Regions from separate parts of the Rattus norvegicus genome. Here region 1 is linked to region 2. Evidence: chromatin contacts called from public Hi-C data. All regions are on one chromosome and are shown on one strand. Each heading gives the region's core, a stretch centred on a gene start, on an enhancer-like site or on the middle of the called end of the contact. The rest is flanking DNA. Distances are from core to core; before and after follow the strand shown.

Region 1 (7,257 bases), core at 1,591-4,090, 61 kb after region 2:
TTTGCATGTATGTACGGTACTTAAATTTTTCTTCCTTAACTATATGTCTTAGACGAATTTCTTTTAATTTGTAATTTTTTGTTTTGTTTTTCCAAACTGTCTCTCTGTGTAGCCCCAGCTGTCCTGAAACTCACTCCCTTGACCAAGATGGCCTTGAACTCAGAGATCAGCCTGCTCTGCCTCCCAAGTGCTTGGATTAAAGGTACCCAACTGACTTATTTCTTACCATCCACTCTTGAGAAGCCCAGCATACCTCACGTACAACTGTTCTCTCTGTCCCTCACTCCTTCCCTTCCCCTTCTTTCCCCTTTCCTCTTGCTTTATTTAATTTACATTAAAGATTCCCTTGGGATATTTAGTTACTAATTATGGATATGTATTTGTTATAAGAGTCAAATACCAAACCAGGCCAGGTGACTCTAATCCAGTTTTTACACTTAAAGAGGTAGGAGGATCTCAGAGGTTCTGCAGGCCAGCTTCAGCCACAAAGAGAGTTGAAGCCAGTTTGAGCTACATGACATCCTGTCTGTAAAATAAAATAAAATGAAATGGTTAAATGTTAAATGCTTACAGTCCAAGCACTCAGAGGAGCCTGGGCCTGAGACCAGCCTTGTTTGTGACAACAGGACAAGCCCTACACCCAACTCAAAGACTGCTGACAAATTTTACGTGATTATTTACATTATGGCCGAGCAGATCATATTGGCTATGTCATCAAGAGCCACTTAACCTCTCTATCTCCTCCTGCTTTTCACACATCAAAACAGTAATACAGTAGAATATATCTTCTTGCAATGGTTCTCATGGTTCTCCACCTCCCTAGTGCTCCCGCCCTTTAATACATGTGTGTGGCCACCTCCCAACGCCAACATAAAATTATTCTTTTTTTAAAGATTTATTTATTTATTTTATGTACAGCATTCTGCCTGCATATAGTGACTGCAGGCCAGAAGAGGGCACCAGATCTCATTACAGATGGTTGTGAGCCACCATGTGGTTGCTGGGAATTGAACTCATGACCTCTGGAAGAGCAGTCAGTGCTCTTAACCACTGAGCCATCTCTCCAGCCCATAAAATTATTCTTGTTGCTACTTCACAATTGTTTTTGTTTGTTTGTTTTTGCTACTATAGTGAATCACGATAGAAATATTTCTGGAGAGAAAGATTTGTCAAGGAAGTCACAACCCACACGTTGAGAACCATGCCCATCTCTCTTATAGATCTACAATCTCTTACCTAAAATTCTAAAGCAAACAAACAAAAATGGTTGGAAGCAAAGGTTTGGAGAGATGGCTCTGTGGTTATGAACACTGGCTGGGTTGCACTGGTTGTTCTTCCAGAGAACCCGGGTTTGATTCATAGCACTCACCTGGCAGCTCACAGCCATCTTCAACCCCAGGCCCAGGGGATGTGATTGATGCCACTTTCTGATGTCTTCGGGTACCAGGTGTGCACGTGGTGCACATATGCATCTATCATCTATCTATCTATCTATCTATCTATCTATCTATCTATCTATCTGCAAAGTAAAACACCCAAGCACATTTTAAAAAATAAAAATAAATGTATTTTAATAGTAATTTAAAGAAGAGATCAGAAGTTGGCAAATACTGTCAGACACTAACCTAAAACGCTTCATCCTTTTTTTTTAAATTTCTTTATTATGTATATGAACACACTGTAGCTATATCTTTAGACACCAGAAGAGGGCATTGGATCCCATTACAGATGGTTGTGAGTCACCATGTGTTTGCTGGGAGTTGAACTCAGGACCTCTGGAAGAGCAGTCAGTGCTCTTAACCGCTGAGCCATCTCTCCAGTTCTTCATCCTTCTTCTTAATCCAGCTCTTTTTGTATCCCGAACTGGCCTCAAATTCTGTTGTCTTCCTGCCTCAGCCTCCCATGTTGGGATTATTAGTCCTAAATCTTTTATTTTTCCAGTGCAGATTGAATTTGAACGTCACTACTAATAGGCAAGCTCTGTACTGAGCTACTGCCCATGTGCCTAGAGGTCAAAGGCCCATTTCCAGTGTATTCCTGGATTGCTCTTCACCCCGCCCACCCCACCACGCAGAACCTTTTTTTTTGAGAGACAAGTCTCTATGTATAGCCTGGCTGTCCTGGAACTTGCTCTGTAGACCAGGCTGGCCTCGCCACCACCATCCAGCATCTCTATTTTAAGAGAGGGTCCTTTATTAAACCTGATAGCGGGATTATGGATGTTGGAAGCCATGTCTGGGTTTAAGTAGGTGCTGGGTTTTCTGAAACCAGGTCTTTAGTCTTGAAGGGCAGGTCATTTACCGAACTATCTCATGAGGTCTTTTTTTTTTAAAGGGTGTGGTTCTCAAGGATTCCAACACTGTTATGCAGTCGAGGATGAATTTCTAACCCTTTGCCTCTAGAGTGCTGGATTACAGGCGTGCTTCAGGCTAGAGCTCTCAATGACTTAAGTTTTATTCTTTTGTCACAGGGTCTACGTGTGTAGCCATAGCTGTCTGTCTGTCCGAAACTTGCTATGTAAACGAAGCTGGCCTGGTACTCAAAGAGATCTGCCTACCCAGTGCAGAGCGACCACACCCGCCCTCAACTATTTTTAAGAAACCTGGCCGCAGCTGACAAGTCGTAAACAAGTCGGCTGGACATCCCATGCTTCATAATGCAGGCGAGCAGGCTAACGGGCTAGGTGGTGAGCACAGACACTCTAGGGGCGGAGCCCGCCGACTGCAGTCCAAAACTAGGTCACAGAGGCAAAGTGGGTCTTTGTGCGGCTCTTTACGACACGTCGTGCGTGGACTGCTCCGGCCGTAAAGCAGGCTCGAGTCGACCAGGCCAAGGCCGCGGACCCAGCTGCCATGGCGGACATGGAGGACCTCTTCGGGAGCGAAGCTGAGAGCGAGGCCGAGCGCAAAGGTGCGTAGGGCGGGGAGCTCCGCGGATGGGTGCATGGGGCGGCGGATTGCTTTCCGGCCGGAGGCGCGGTTCCGGGCAACGTGATTGCCCCCACGCTCTTGCCCAGCGCCCCCTGCATGCCCGGCGGTGCCAGCCTCTCCCGAGACACGGGCGCGGAGTCTGTGCCTGGACGGTTAGAGACCGGCCTGGGCTCGTTGTGGGGCAGAATGAGAACGAGTGGCTTGTGCACCTCCGTGCACACTTGGCCGATTGATGGGGTGGCTGTTCAACTACCCATCGGGCGTGATAACGCCCCTTGTGAAAGAGCGACTCAACGGGGAGACTGCAGATGCTCCTGGAGGGTCTGGGAGGGATCAGGTTGGAGCTATACCGAAGGTCTACGCACACTGGAAATGGGGTGCCCTTGGAGAGCCTGTGCAGAAAGCTGGTTTCCTTGTCTGTGATGTAAGAATGGGGAAGCTTCTGGGGGTGGTTGGAGAAGAGTGACAGAGGATTTGTGATGAATGAATGAATTCTGGTTCATGGGGGCACTTCTGGCACAGGTCTACGAATATCTGAATTTGAGATATGAATAGAAGAAGAATGAGGAAAGATCCGAGATGATCTTCAGAATTCTTGCAGCCCTCCGGGCCCAAATCAACCTGTACACATGTCATTTCCTTGCCCCCTCCCCCCCATTTGTCGCCAACTCCAGTTAGTATGTAATTACTCCAGTGTGACAGGAGCACTAGGTAAAAGTACAGAGAACTGAACTCCCCTGTGATGGTTCTACTCAGGTTAAGCCCGGAATATGACCGTATACTAATTCCTGCCCTGCTAGTGTTTTTGCTAGTGTGTTTTTCTCTTAGTTTAGTCACCGTGTCTTCGAGGCACAATTCTGTGTAAACCTTCCCATGTTTCCCATGAAGCTTTTCATTCATTGAGTAAACAAGGACTCCTAGCACTTCCTAGCTACCTCTTTTAGGTGTTGGGACGCGATCAGGAGAAAACAAGTTCCCCTCTCCCAGCTTACATTAATGCTTAGCGCTTTTCCGATACACAGTTGAAAGCATTGTTTAGTGAGGTGTATCTGCGGTGCTTTCTCATAGCAACCCGTAGCCTAGGGAAGTGGAGTTTACAGATTGCAATTCGAAGATCACCCCCCAACCCCATCTTTTCTTTTTAAAACTTCTTTTAAGGTCATGGCAGTTTCCTTCCACTTTACCATTGAGTTAGTGGGCGCTCTAAGATTTACTTCCAGGTCTGGTGTGCTGTCCTTGACAATTGCTCTTGGTCTTGAAGTTGCTATGGATGTAACAGTAGAACTTGGTAGGCCTGCCTGCTTGTCTGCCTGCCTTGCCTGCCTGCCTCCCTCCCTCCTTCCTTCCCTTCCTTTTCCTCTCTTTCTTCTACAGATCTGCTGTGTATGTTGCCTTTGTCGACTTTATACTTCTGATCCCCCTACCTCGGTGAGTGCTGGTATTAAGTATGTGTACCTCCGCTTTCAGTTAGTAGTTACTTCATATTTTTTATTTCTGCTATACGTTGATCTTGTGACTTGGTGCTATCCTGATACTCATATATTCACTGTAATAGTTTTTGTGGCTCCCATGGGGTTTTCTACATGTGAAACCATGCCAGGGTGATTAGAGATAGTTGTCCCGTTTCTTTCCCTTACCTGTTTATTTACCTTCCTCCTGCTAGTGCTCTCTTTATGAGGTTTGAATGGGGCTTGCAAAAGTAGATATTGTTCTTGACCTCAGAAGGAATGTGTCTAGGTTTCTAGCGTTATTTAAGGTTTATAATCTTTGTCTCTGTGAGATCAATAATGGCGTGCCCACTTGCATTCCTGACTTTAGTAATTCGAGTCTTGCTTTTTTTTTTTTTTTCTTGGACAGTCTGCCTGAAGGTTTAATTTTGTTAGTTTTAAAGGAATGAGCTGTTAGCCAGGCATGATGTGCATCTCTATGATCCTAACACTCAAAGACAAGAGGCAGGAGGATTGGCACAAGTCACAGGCAATCCAATGAGACTATAAGAACTTATTTGCTGAAGAAAAAAAAAACTACTGTTTTTATTGATTATCTACTGTTTTTTCATTTTCTGTTCCCTTGCTGCTTTCCCCCTCCAGACCCTCCCCCTCCCAGACAGGGTTTCTCTATGTAGCCCCGGCTGTCCCAGAACTTGCTTTGTAGAACAGGCTGGCCTCGAACTCAGAGATCTGCCTGCCTCTGCCTCCTCAGTCCTGGGGTCAAAGGTGTGCGCCACCACTGCCTGGCTTGGGCTTTCTTTTTCTGATCTCTTACGATGTTAAGGTAGGTATTTGACTGAGATGTTTCCTTTCGAGTGACACTGCTTTCCTTTTGTCCCCTAAGAATTGGTGTAATGTCTTCACTTTCATTCATTCATTCTAAAATGTTTTCTATGACTCCTAAACCCCTTTAAATTATTAAAATTTCTTTGAAGCATAGTTGCAAGATATAAAACTCTGAGGCTGAATCATGGCTTAGGGTTCATGCTCTTGACTAACACTGCCAGGTCCTGTTGTCAGCACTTCAAAAAAGAAAAGAAGAAAGTGTCCTTGTTGAACAGTCTCTCCCTCTCCACATTAGGATGCCTGGTTTGCTTTTGTGGTTTCTGTCATCCTTGTAAGGGTCCCTTGTATGAGATAATTCTCTTTTTGTTTGCTTGTTTTCAAGATTCATATCAAACAACTTGATATGTTTAAGTGTGGATTCCTTAAGTTTTTTCAATGTGGCATTTATTAATTGAACTTCTTGGATGTGTAGATTGATTAAATTTGGGTCATTATTTCTTTAGCTATTACTTTCTTCTGTTGGCATATTTGTTTTATTATTTGATTGGATTCGGGCTGGAGAGGTGGCTCAGTGGTTAAGAGCACTGACTGCTCTTCCAGAGGACCTGAGGTCAAATCCCAGCAACCACATGGTGGCTCACAACCATCTGTAATGAAATCTGATGTCTTCTTCTGGTGTGTCTGAAGACAGCTACAATGTACTTAAAAGATAATAAATAAATAAATCTTTATTTGATTGGGTTCTTATACCTCTAACTCCCTTCCAACCCTTTTCTCACTCTGTTCCTTTCCAATCCCCCCCCACCCCCAACACTAGGTAGGAGAGAAAGAAGGCTAGAGGGGAAAGGGGGTACAAACCTCTATAGGCTACTTCCTGCTGATTGGGGTCATCGAGTTTCTTGGGGCTGGGGCTGGTCCAATCTCTGTCCTCAGGATATCTGCAACTTCTTTTTGTTTCTTTGCTCCCTTTGCTCACGAATACTTGACAAGACACAATAGAAACCAGGAGTAGCAGTGTTGGGGCTGCTGTCTTGAGGCTCTGTGTTTATACTTTCTCCAGAGTCCCCAGAATTAAATTATCTGCAGCTGGCAAAAATCACACCCCTCCTAGAGTAGTAGACAATTGTAGTTAATGTTTGCAGGCAAACTGAAGCAGCCCCATAGCACACACCTGGGATTTAAACAAAAGCACACTCATATAACTGGGTTTGTAAACAAACTAGAACTCACTACTTTCTTCTCGAACTCCACAATGCATATGTGGTATTCCGATGGGACCTTTACAATTTTTTTTTTCTATTCTTACGCTTCTAGGCTCTGTTTGTTTTCTCTTCCTGCTGCATTTCTGGTACAGGAACCACTACCTGCTGGTCAAGAAAGTGACCAAAATGAAAGGCAATTCAGGACAGAACTGTTGGAGATGACAGTGAGGAGGAGGGGCCCCTCATCACAGTGGTATCGATGTCACTCTAAACCAAGAAGTGCTCTCCGTACCAGAACGTAGGGCTGCTTACTGGTTTATTTCATGTGTGAGAACTAGGCAGTGGAGGCGGGGACTGGGTGAGATAAAACATGAAGAGTTCCACATTTATTTACTTATTTGTTTATTTATTTATTTGGGCTTTTTGAAACAGGGTCTCACACTGGGATGGCCTGGGACTTAACTGTGTAGCACCGGGTGGCCTCAAATTTGAGTTGATCTTTTTACTTCAGCCTCCTGGGTTGCTGAGATTATAGGTGTGGGCTACTGTGCCTGCTTACTGTGAATCTGCTAACCAAACCCTCTCCTGGTTCTTGAAACTTCTTTATTTCTGGAACAGAGAGAAAGTTGGCTTCAACAGTTTTGCTAGTTCCTGTTTGTCTTTTACCAAATTGAGATGAACTTCTACAGTTCCTTACTCTGCTGATGTTTCCTTGTGTTTACACGATCCTACAGATTCCGATTCTGGGTCTGACTCAGACTCTGACCAGGACAACGGTGCTTCTGGTAGCAATGCCTCTGGCAGCGAAAGTGATCAAGATGAAAGGGGCGATTCCGGGCAGCCCAGTAA
Region 2 (6,545 bases), core at 990-3,489:
AGCAGTGCCTTCTCACCTTCTTGTTCATTTGATTGGAGAACTGTTTTCTGTTCTTTCACTTTAAGATGATCCCCGATTTTTAAAGCATCCTAAATGTGAGTTTATTGCAGACAGCAGAAAAAGGAAATTCTTTCTTTTTTTTTTTTTTTTTTTTTTTTTTTTTTTTTTTTTTGGTTCTTTTTTTCGGAGCTGGGGACTGAACCCAGGGCCTTGCGCTTCCTAGGCAAGCGCTCTACCACTGAGCTAAATCCCCAGCCCCGGAAATTCTTTTTCTTAAGTTTGAGATTTATTAATTAATTTACTTCTCTGGGGGACAAGGTCTCCTGGAACTCACTTAGACCAGGATGGCCTCTAACTCACAGAGATCCACCTACCAGGGCTTCCCAAGTGCCAGGTCTAAAGGCACATGGCGTCATGCCCGGTTTATCTTTCTCTTATGTGTATGGGTGTTCTGCTTGCATGCATGTCTGCAGCCCACATGTGTGCAGTGCCCATGGATGTCAGAAACAGCTGTCAGATGCCCTGTAACCGGAGTTATAGTTATCAGCCATGGTGTGGGTCCTCTGGAAGAACAGTCAGTGCTCTTAGCCACTTGGCCATCTTTCCAACCCCAGATTTTGTTTCTTGATCTATTCAGCCAGCCTGTGCCTTTCGATTACAGTGTTAAGTTACATTTGAAGGTTGTACACTGAGTGCATTTTATTGTCTTTTTGCTGTTTGTGATCTTAGTCAGACTCTGTTTCAATGTTTGCAGCTTTGTTTTTTAACTACAGCACCTTGGTTATACTTATTCCTCTCTTCAGGCTGGAGAATTGTTTCCAATATTCTGTTAGAGTTGGTACCCTGGATATGAATTCTTTTCAGCTTGTGTGTATCACTGTTTTCCCTCTCCTTCAACGATGGCAGACAGTTTTGGTGGGCAGAGCGGTCCACGCTAGCAGCTATAGCCTCTTATAATGTGCAGTGCATTGTTCCAAGATCTTCTGGCTTTCCACGTTTTCATTAAGAAACCAGTTGTGGGCTGGTGAGATGGCTCAGGGGTTAAGGGCACTGGTTGCTCTTCCAGAGGCCCTGAGTTCAATTCCCAGCAACCACATGGTGACTTACAACCACCTGTAATGAGATCTGGTGCCCTCTTCTGGCCTGGAGGCATACATGCAGGCAGAACACTGTATACATAATAAATAAATCTTTTTAAAAAAATGTTTCCAGGTAGTGGTGGTGCACACCTTTAATCCCAGCACTCAGGAGGCAGAGGTGCATCTCAATAAGTGTAAGGACAGCCTGGTCTCTAGAGCAAGGCTCAGGACAGCCATCTCTACACAGAGAAACCCTGACTCAAAAACCAACCAACCAAACAAGAGATGTCATTCTTTTATATGCGACTTACATTTTCTTCTCTAGCCATTTCTAATACTCTGTCGTCTACATAGTGTTTTAGCTATGACATGCCCTGGGGAGCTCTTCTGGTCTCCTGTAGTTGATGTTCTATGCATTCATTGCATCTATCTGTATGTCCTCCCTTAGTTTGAGGACGTCTTTTATGATCCTGTTGAAAATCTGGTTTATGACAATGACCTAGAACTTTCCTACTTCATCCATGCATATAATTTGCAGATTTAGTCTTTTATTGCATTCTGTAGTTCTGCATAACCCCGCCCCCTTCCACACCCCGCCATGTGTGTGTTTCATATTCTTTGCTCCTGTGGTCTGATTCTTCTGCTTGACCTTCAAATCCTAACATTCTGTCTTCTATTTGATCCGTTCTACTTGCAAGGGCTGCCCCTGACTTTTCTACTTAGGCTATTTTAATCCCGTCTTCACTCCAACCTGTGTGCTCACCAGTATTTCTCTTTATTGGATTCTGTTTTCGAATTCCAGATCATCAATTTCATTCAGAATTATGTTTGTGTTTTCTTGGGCATCTTTCCAAGATGTTTACTCTCTCATTACATTTTCTTTAAGTGTATTGAGCTGTTGTATTGTTTGCCCTCCTTGAATTCTCTGAAGCTTATGTGTATTCTTTTAAATTCTGTGCCCTTGTGTTCAACTAGGTAATTCTACAGGACTGGTGAACGGGGGAGGGGCACATACTGTGTTCATCTTTTATATTGTTTGGTTTTTTTTTTCCAATGAAGCCTGGGCATGTGGACATCTTTTGTTTGTTCTGTGTCAGATACAGTGTCACCAGACTGGGCTGCAGTGTGAGGTGTGTTGGCTCCTGTTGGTCCTGGAAGTTGGTTGTGACACAGGTTGAAGTCATGTGGTAGGAGGTGGGGCCAGGCTGGGCGGGCAGGCAGGATGTGTGTTATGGCCAAATCCTGGCAGTTTGGTATGACATGGGTGGAGCTGAGTAGACTCCCACTCCCTAGATGTGGGCCCAGGCTAGATCTGGGGATTGGAGAGCGTACACACAGGGCAGAACCAGACAGATATATCAGGCTTGGCCATAGCTCAAGATGTGCAGCTTGGACTGGGTCCGGAGGTCGGATAAGCCGGGGAGGTATGAAGTCAGGTGGTGGGAGGGGAGCCTGTGCTGGCAGGTACAATGTGCCTCCCGGTCAAAACCTGAGTGTTGAGGACTGACCAGATGAGCTCAGAGCACTGGATATGTATGGGCCCCAGACTACATCTGGGGTTTGGGGATGGTAATTTACAACTGCCTATCATGCCAGGAACTCCAGAGGACCTAATGCCTCTTCTGCCTCCTCAGAAGCCTCTCTCTCTCTCTCTCTCTCTCTCATAAATTTATAGGTAATATTTTATTAATAATCTTTAATTTTTTTTAATAAAAGGGCTCAATCTGCTTAGGCATGGTAGTTCATACCCATAATCCTCAGCAGAAGCAGGGGAACTGCTGAGTGTTAGACCAGCCTGGAAACAGAGTAAGATCACATCTTAAAAAACAAACAAAGCGGGGTTGGGGATTTAGCTCAGGGTAGAGCGCTTGCCTAGGAGGCGCAAGGCCCTGGGTTTGGTCCCCAGCTCCGCAAAAAAAAAAAAAAAAAAAAAAAAAGAAAGAAAGAAAGAAAAGAAAGAATGGCCATTGTAGGCTCATATATAAAAAAAACAAACAAAGCAAACAAGTGGTTAGAACGAAGCTGTCAGAGATCACGGCAGCAGCAGGGAACCTATCAGGATATTGTCCAAATCCCTAAGGGCAGGCTGCATCTCACAGAGACCAAAGCTAGGGAGGTGGTGAGAGACTGATTCTTGCTATTACCACAGGACCTACAGATGGATAGGGCATGGATTTCTAGAAAAGGTATAAAATTTACCCAAGGCTAGAGAAGACTTCGGTTCCAGACCCCAGGGCTTTCGGCTTCCTGATGAATATTTTGTTTGGGATTTAGGGACAGAGACTGCTCTTGGCAAACCTGGAAAGTGGATATGAATCAGGCTGGCCTTGCGGGCAGAAGGCTTCCCACATGGAACTGTTTGTAGCAAGAGTCTGGCTCAGTGAGAAAAGACAGAAAGCGAGCCCAGAGCTACAGCAGAAAGCCCTGGCCGTCAAGATACGACGTTCTAACGTGGAAAGATTACTTACTGAAGACAGTCGGAGTGTTTCTATCTGCTCTGGAAAGAATGAACAAACAGTCCTGGCAGGACAGATTTCTAAAATACGTGTGTGCGCACAGAGAGAGATAGAGAGAGAGAGAGAGAGAGAGAGAGAGAGAGAGAGAGAGAGGGGCAGAGGCAGGCAGGCAGATGACAGAGACCATCAGACTATTGAAACAATGAACTCTCCAAAGCTGGAATATCCAGGGCTGTCTCATACCTGGATACCTGAGGGGTGGGGTGGTGGAGAGGGACGTTGTCTCCTAGAAACAGAGTTACAGCTTGTCCACCATTTAAAAGAGACTGGAGCCCATGCAATGATAATGAATGGGACCAGGCCTCACGTGAGACCTGTTCTACACCCCTGACCCCTTACTTTTTTTTGTTGTTGTTGTTCTTTTTTTCGGAGCTGGGGACTGAACCCAGGGCCTTGTGCTTCCTAGGCAAGCGCTCTACCACTGAGCTAAATCCCCAACCCCCCCCCCCCTTACTTACACCAGAGCTTCATGTTAGGACTTAGAAAATAGACTCGGGAGGGGGCTGGGTGGTCATAGGACCTTTGATTTGTTTGTCTCCCAAATCTGCCCTTTTCCGGTTTTTAGTATCAATTTGTCCCTTCAGCAGGCCTTTTGAAGGCAGATGGCTGAGCCTGGCCTATTTGAGGATTGTCAGGGTCTAAGCTGGACCTAACTCCAGTAACAAATGGACAATAATTCAAATAGGACAAATATTATAAAAAAAAAAAACTTACTAAAGGGGACTGGAGAGCACACACTGCTCTTGCAGAAAACCTGGATTCAGTTTCCAGTACCCACACTGAGACGCTAATAGCAGTCAGTGACTCCAGCTTTGGGGGATCCAATATTCCTGACCTCCGTGAGCACTGCACAATACACACGCACACACACACCCACTCACACATAATCAAAGATAAATCTGACTCTGGAATAGTGGCTTAGTAAAGATTTAAAGCCCTGACAGCTCTTCCAGAGGACCTAGGTTTGAATCCCAGCATCCGATTGGTGGCTAGCAACTGTCATTAATTCTAGTTCCAAGTCATCTGACACCCTCTCCTGATCTCTGGACGCTAGGCATAGGCGTGATAGACAAATGTACATGCAAAACTCACACACGTGAAAATCAGGCATATTCTAAGTACCAAGCACCATGCTAAATGCCTGTATTCAGTGTTCTCGTTTAAGTCTTTTTTTAAAAAAAGATTTATTGATTATATATAAGTACACTGTAGCTGTCTTCAGACACACCAGAAGAGGGCATCAGATCCCATTACAGATGGCTGTGAGCCACCATGTGGTTGCTGGGAATTGAACTCAGGACCTCTGGAAGAGCAATCCGTGCTGTTAACCACTGAGCCATCTCTCCAGCCCCTCCCTCATTTAAGTTTTATGGTAACCTGTAAGTTGTATATTAATGGCCCTGTCTATGAATAAGAAGCCTATGCAAGGGCAAAGCTGGTAAGCCACGGCTGAAGCGTGAGATTTAGTCGGGACTCGACTCTGAGGCCTGCATGCTTAAGTCAGTACTGCCCAGGGCACTATCTCAGTTGCAGCTGGAGCTAGTGAGAGGTTCAAGTAAGGCAGCTATGGGAGGAGTCTAAGTGTACAGACATCAGTCTGCGGTTTAAGGTAGACATGAAAAAGAGGCTTGGGGTGAAGTTTAAAGAGGGCAGCATGAGCAGAATCCCATCACCTGGCCTGCAGCAGCACGCGAGCGGCGAGGCCCTCCAGGTGCTGACATGGACACACGGACATGTCTGCTTGGTGAGCTTAATGACACCTGTATGCAGCACCATAGCAGACAAGGTGGCTGATGAAATCCCACCTCTTTCCCCAGGAACTCTATGACTACCAGCTACACCCCAAAAGCCACTCCTGGCCTACTTAAGGAGAGCTCCTCAGGCCTGTGAGCAAGGAGTTCCGCATGTTCAAACTTGACAGGCGAACCTCCGGATTTTATCAGTCAGCAAGTGCTGGTGCACAGAACAAAGACACTTCCCAGTGCGTTTAAGGGGTTAGAGTCTAGCCCGACCCAGACGCCTTAGAACTTGTGAGCACCTCTGTTGAGGGCTTCAGTGACATCACATAAAGCAATGAAGTCTTCCTCTTGGAGTAGCATAGACCAAGGTTGACCCCAAATATAGATTCTCTACCTCTCTCCCTATATCTCCCACCATGTAGTTTGTGGCCGGTCTGAAGTCTGTCTGTCCCAAACAAATGGCTTTGTTCCGTATTTATTGAATAGCACAGAAAACATAGTATGGGAAAAATAACAAAATAAAAAATACTGTTTGCAGAAATCATCAAATGAGGAGTGGGGGCTGGAGAGAGGGCTCGGAGGTTAAGAGTACTCAATGTGGGGTTGGGGATTTAGCTCAGTGGTAGAGCGCTTGCCTAGGAAGGGCAAGGCCCTGGGTTCAGTCCCCAGCTCTGAAAAAAAGAACCAAAAAAAAAAAAAAAAAAAAAAAAAAAAAAGAGTACTCAATGTTCTTCCAAAAAAGCTGAGTTCAATTCCCAGCACCACTCATGTTGGCTCCCAAAGACCTGTAACTCCACTATAATGGGTCCGATCACATCCTCTTTAAGACATCGAGTACATGTGGTATACATGCAACACATACAGGCAAAACAGACATGTAAAATTATTTTAATAAATACTTAAGTTTTATGAGAAGTTACCCCAAAAAGCACTCAAAACCACAAAGACATTATCAACCTACACCCATGTTACTTCCAGGAATTATGGTAGATGCCCATTTGAAATTTGCTCTCAGGGGCTGGAGAGACTACAGGTGAGAGCTCTGGCTGCTATTCCAGAGGGCCTAGGTCCAACCCCAGGCATTCACATGAAGCACAACTGCCTGAGACCTCAGTCCCAGGGACTCAATGTCTGGCCTCAGTGGGCTCCAAGTGTTCACATGGTACATTGGCATACATGCAGCCAAAACACTCATACACGAATGTACGTAT

Evidence for each region. A called contact is a pair of places that touch in the nucleus more often than the background predicts.
Region 1: a Hi-C map of kidney shows a contact between it and region 2, with 2.5 times the contacts expected there. The contact joins the promoter of Leo1 here to the enhancer-like site in region 2. A contact is called at or near these places in 12 of 12 Hi-C or Micro-C datasets (the A7r5 cell line, the Rat2 cell line, Schwann cells and 7 more).

The regions. Positions count from the first base shown.
Region 1 is chr8:85,077,196-85,084,452 of GRCr8, forward strand. It overlaps Leo1 (LEO1 homolog, Paf1/RNA polymerase II complex component), which reads left to right and starts at 2,841. Exons shown (of 12, transcript NM_001005548.1): 1 at 2,841-2,910; 2 at 7,143-7,257. The coding sequence starts at 2,853.
Region 2 is chr8:85,016,857-85,023,401 of GRCr8, forward strand. No RefSeq gene overlaps it. Among named protein-coding and RNA genes, the nearest start is that of Mapk6, 30 kb to the right of the region's middle. Within about 2 kb of position 2,240, at least 6 of the 93 cell types and tissues checked have an H3K27ac peak or open chromatin away from gene starts, as enhancers often do. A contact at or near this core is called in hepatocytes, kidney and liver, where this site is marked.